Regions from separate parts of the Mus musculus genome. Here region 2 is linked to region 1. The links are chromatin contacts, called in public Hi-C maps. All regions are on one chromosome and are shown on one strand. The core of a region is the stretch at or near the end of the contact, and the rest is flanking DNA. Distances in the headings are between cores, read along the strand shown.

What was found. Hi-C and Micro-C count contacts between places; a contact is called where the count stands out from the background.
Region 2: a Hi-C map of cerebellum shows a contact between it and region 1, with 2.0 times the contacts expected there. The contact joins two enhancer-like sites. A contact is called at or near these places in 1 of 39 promoter capture datasets (hippocampal neurons), 1 of 484 Hi-C or Micro-C datasets (cerebellum) and 1 of 115 datasets of contacts at active chromatin or transcription factors (astrocytes).

What each region holds. Positions count from the first base shown.
Region 1 is chr15:27,922,465-27,925,243 of GRCm38.p6, reverse strand. All of the region lies in intron 1 of Trio (triple functional domain (PTPRF interacting)), which reads left to right. Among named protein-coding and RNA genes, the nearest start is that of Gm29975, 71 kb to the left of the region's middle. Within about 2 kb of position 1,448, at least 298 of the 459 cell types and tissues checked have an H3K27ac peak or open chromatin away from gene starts, as enhancers often do. A contact at or near this core is called in cerebellum, where this site is marked.
Region 2 is chr15:30,191,143-30,193,921 of GRCm38.p6, reverse strand. The region is part of intron 1 of Ctnnd2 (catenin (cadherin associated protein), delta 2); the gene reads right to left. Among named protein-coding and RNA genes, the nearest start is that of Gm31953, 19 kb to the right of the region's middle. Within about 2 kb of position 1,436, at least 29 of the 459 cell types and tissues checked have an H3K27ac peak or open chromatin away from gene starts, as enhancers often do. A contact at or near this core is called in cerebellum, where this site is marked.

The DNA of each region.
Region 1 (2,779 bases), core at 199-2,698:
GTCACATCTGAAGGATTATGTCATGTCAGGGAGTGTGTGTCTTACGGGAAGGCATCAAGAAGCCACAGAGGGGCATCGTGGAAAACTTATGGAGAGCAGTAGAAGGAGGTGTGAGCTAGAAGCCGATTTCAAGGCGAGTGGTGGGGTCAGAAGGACTACTGACCACTGATTAGGAGGCTGCAGATACAGCAAGGCCACCTGCGGGAATTCCACGGTGGGGTGGAAGGCAAGGGGAGCCAGGCGAGGCTATTTAAATGAATGAAATGCTTGATGTGATAATGGATCAGGATTTCTCTTAACAATCAATCTTGGTTGGGCTGGTATCCATTCACATAGCTCAGGGATCGAGTTTTATCGCTCTGGGTCAATTCCCCGGGCTCTTCTGCAAAGCAGTCTGTGGATCAGGTTGGCTTTACTGAACCATGTGTGCATGTATGCATAAGTGAGAGGCACATATGTAATTAGGGTGGCGTCTGCTGTCAGGCTTTATAGCACACATGCACACAGAGAGACACAGAGAAAGAGACAGACAGACAGACAGAGGCACAGGGAGATGGGGGGGGGGGGGACAGGTTGCCCATGTGATTTATTTTGAATCACTTAGTCAGAGAAATGCAATTTCTCTGTTTGCTTCTTTGTTGGTCTGGGATCAGAAGATTAAGGGTGCCCTTGGCCATATTTCCTTTTTATTTTATGAAACTAGAAGAAGCTGGAACCCCTTTTATAATAATAACCACTATATAATAATAGCCGTTATACAATATAATGCCTTTGGACAACTGGCCTATTATATATTATGAATTAACTTCCAATGTACCATTAATGCATAGTTAAAACATCAACAAAGTCTACTGATTTCTTCGTTCGTTTAAGGCATTTGTAATACTCTTAACAAGCCTTTCATCCTTTGGCAGTTCAGCTTGTCCTGTATACTTTGTGGGTAAGAAATGAAAAGCCAGAGCTATATGTTGACGTTTCCTTGAGTCAGTAAAGCTTGTGCTCTTCTTAACTGTGTGCTGTTATAGGCTGTCACTAATAAGACAGGATGAGTTAGCCAATCAGGTGGTTATTACTAAACATTAGAATCCGCTTTGTCGTTATTTCCATGTGGTGGTTTGTGGACACATCTACATTCCCGGTGCATGTGATTCATCCTCGTGTCCAATCTGGGGTCATATAATTTTGTAAAAAATGACATAAGCATCAGTTGATTGTGCTTGCATTTTTTTATATCTTAGTAAGCATTCTGGTGAAAATGTAACCTTTGTTCTCTAACATTCTTCCATAATTAAATGCATTCACAGAAGATTCCGATCCATTAAAACACTTCCTTCCTGTGACACTGGCGTGAGCTTTACACGGCCACCCCACCCCCACCACACACACCTCGCTAGCACTGCCTCCCTGCAGTGGAGCAGCATCCTGCAGGCTCTGCGCTGGAGCGGCTTGCTCAGACAGGGTGACGTCACCCTCTCTGCCGGCAGTGCGAGGGCGGGGCCACCGCACAGATGTGGAGTTTTATCTCCTGCCCTTTGTGTTCCGGAGCTCTGCCAATTACCTAATGAGTAAAATTCGGTAATTACCACCAAGGCTCGTCAGTAAGAGCAGCTACCAGCTTACTATTTAACATTTTTGCTGTGGTTGCTTTAGAACGCTGCCTTAGTTATTAGTCTTACTTGTAGCATAACCTGTGCTTCCGTCAGCCATGCTTCAGTCTTTCCCACAGGCGATTTTTCGGTTTAATAAATGTAAGGTGGGGGTAGCTGACAGGCTCTGAGACCTACGAGGTGGCTGGGAAGCAGTCTGTGGGTGACTGACAGACAATTCAGAACAAGGCACACGGGCAACTTTATCAGGAGCTCTATCTGTGGAGGAATAATAGGGCTCTTAAATACCATGTTTTCCTAAAAGAAAAAAAAATTAAGTCAGCGAATGATTATGTGAAATTCAAAATGATTAAAATCTGCTAGAGGTCCTGAGTGGATTACCAAAAGAAGCTGTTTTAGTTTTAAACTTACTCTTTTTAACACACACACACACACACACACACACACACACACACACACACACATATATATGTATGTATATGTATATATGTATATATTGTATATGAGTACACTGTAACTGTCTTCAGACACACCAGAAGAGGGCATCGGATCCCATTACAGATGGTTGTTGTGGTTGCTGGGAATTGAACTCAGGACCTGGAAGAACAGTCAGTGCTCTTAACCACTGAGCCATCTTCCCAGCACCAAAAATCTTACCCTTACCTCAGATAATTAGCTTCATCTTAGGTCTTTGTGCACATGTACACGGAAAGTGCTATTGGGTCAACGAGCTGAGTGATGAGTGAGCGCTCACACAACCTGGAGATGTCCCGTGGTGCGGCTCCTCCTGGGAGCAACCAAGATGGAGGGCTGCTGCTCCTTTATTGTTGGTTGATGTTAAAAATGGAAGGCCACCGTGGTGGTCAGTGAGCTCTGTGGCTTGCTGGGAACGGTTCTGTTGGAGTGGCACCGCAGCCCTGACACAGAGTCTGATGACCAAAAGGGCACAGTTGATCTGACCACTGCGCTGTTGGGTTGTTGACATTCCAGCTCCCCCCACCCCCATTCACCCAAAAGATTTCCCATTGTCAGAGACAACTGTGGGATCTCTCCTCCTGGAGCAAAGAGGGTAATTTTCCCTCTTACAGCTGTAATCATGGTGTGACTGAAGGCTAAATACCCAGAGCTGATCTTTTACAGACTGAAATAGAAAGTCCTGGAGGACACTGGGC
Region 2 (2,779 bases), core at 187-2,686, 2.3 Mb before region 1:
CTTTCCTATCAGCTGTGTATCCAACATGCTCCTTTAAATTCTCTCTGTTGCAAATCCTGAAGTGACTTGTAACTGATTTTTTTTCTTAATTTTTAAACCATTTCTAGGTTCTTAGGAATGATAACAGCACAGGTATTGGCAATGGCCAGTTGCCCCTGCTTTTCTTCATTTGTTCATATTTTTCTTTTTCCCATATGCCTTCAGATAAGCACATGACTCATTATTCATCAGACATTTTTCCTGTCCAGTACATACACTAAATACTGTCACATGTCAGTACTGAGAAGGTATGTTCTTTGAGTTATATTTCCTTTCTGATGGAAATTACGGTACATGGTTTCTACAAGCCTTTGTGGTATCTCAAAGTTACTTTTAAAACTTTTGAATTAGTACTGCAAATCAGATTTAACTCGTAAAACCTTTTGAGATATATTTATCAATTACCATTATTATCAATATTTGAATATCCTTAGAGATGCTCAGCCTGTAACTCTGAAGTCATTTGTTGTGAAACATTTACTTCATGTAACCATTTAATCTATGGAAACAATACTCCTCACATTCAATGATAATCTGTTTATTGTCATTATCATAACATTAAGGTCTGTTTGATAATGTCAATTATTTGTAAGTCAAACAGCATAACCAAACATTGAAACAATGATTACGAATATCCCTTATTTCGCTTTAGAGAAATTTCCACAGTACAAGTAAAAGAAAAGTCACTTACAAATTATAGACAAGTTCCATATACATATTATATATTATTTTATACATATTTGGTATTCACACACATCTATTCACCTAATAACTGGAAATATTTTAAGCACCACAGAATATTAAGCAAAATTAGTGTTTTCTGATATTGAGATTAACAAACGGAATATTATAAGAGAAGAAATAATGAAACAATTAATTACCTTATATTCAAGCTTTATCTTTTTAAAAGTTCAGTGTACTATAACCAACAGTTTCACAAATGGGTATGCAAAAAGGAATGAGTTTTAGAAGCAGTAAGAGACATGATCAATGATAAATCTTTTCTAATTGCACTTCGCTTTGTTTTGAAAAACAACAGCGCTATCCACTGAGAGGCCCAGAGCAACAAATGGATGCAGGGAATTTACTATAAGCTGCAATATAACTACTGTACATTGTCCTTGGACGCAGTCCCCAAACAGTGTCTCCCCACCGCTCTTTGCTCTCAATCTTCACCACGTTGTGCCATTTCTTGTAAGCATTTGTTAGCTTGTCTCTGGGATGGGCTCCTTGGAGAAAGGTCAGTCAAGCAAGCAAGGTTGAAGAGAGCGCAAAGAACTGGCAGTTTTTTCTGAAACTTGCCTCCCATCTTGAGGACCAATGCCCAAAGGACACAGGACCAGCAAATGTTTGAGGCTGTTCTGTAGTCCAGACCTTATACAAAGAAGAAGTGATTCAAATGACTCTGAAGTGTGTACACTAAGGAAGTGGCAACAGCCCAGAACAGCCACTGGCCCTTGCTCAGTGTTCAATCTGCCATCCATATATATAAAAACAAAGTAAACCCACCATGGAAGAAGCATGGAGATTTGGGAATACTATTATTTGCAAGATGCAGATGGTAGATGGGTCTCCCCTGGGAACCTCACCATGAGCTGGACTAGCTCAAATTAATAACATTTTTTCCCCAATTCAGTCGTTACAATTTCACCAGAAGCTTTTTCCATGGCTCTTCAAGGCCCCCTCACTCTTTGATCGCTTCTGCCAGCCAGCATCAGCTATCCAGCATGGCCAGCTGCCTGTGGAGCAGCCTGGGGTTGCCATGGAGACTATGCCAGCATGACAGAGGGAGGGTGAGGTAGATGCCAAGTGTAGCAGGGACACGTGATTGCTAAACCACCATTCTTGAGGTCCATGTGACAGGCGAGCAAGATGCAGGTAGAGGTGAGCAAGAGGAAGTGAGAGAGGAAGGAGATGTTTAAACTGAGCAAGTGTTCCTGGATGTGATCCATTGCTTCTATCAAATGAGACAATATGCTAGGTCTTCGTGAATGTTCAAATATCAAATCTACTGGGGCTGGAAGACGGCTCAACAGCTAAGGGTACTTACTCTTCTTGCAGAGGGCATGTTTGGTTGCCAGCACCCACATGATAGCACATAACCTCCTGTAACTTAAGCTCTAGGAATTCAAGTTCCTGCGGATCTAAGACCTTCTCCCGCCTCCTCTGGCCTATGAATACATGTGATGTCCATAAAACACTCTCATGAACACATATATGTACAAATAAATAAATAAAAATGAAGTGAAATCCATTAATACACTCATCAACCTATCAGCCAAATACACATAAATATGTGTTTACTATATGCATAGGCACACACATTCACACAAATGTCTTTGCTACATATAAGATGGGTCTGGATTTTTTTAATATCTGGGAACAGTAATTCTCAAAAGCCAACAAGATTGGAATGTGTTACCGCTTTATTTGAGCACATTATCATAATATTGATCATCAGTCATGATTCACATTCTATTCTGTGCCATTGACAAATGATGCTTTGACATTTATTTTTCTTACTTCTGTATAAAACCCAAAGCTCTGCCTTATGTACAAACATTCTGAAACCAGGCATGGGTTTGTGGATAGAACTACAGGCTCCAAAGGAATGACCCCTGAATTCAAGGCTCTAAACTACCCAGCTCTCCAAGACTCTTCTGCCTCTTTAAGTGGTTTTCTTAGAGCCACTCACCACTATCCTAGTTCTCTCTGTCTCTTGGCACATGATAAAACTGGA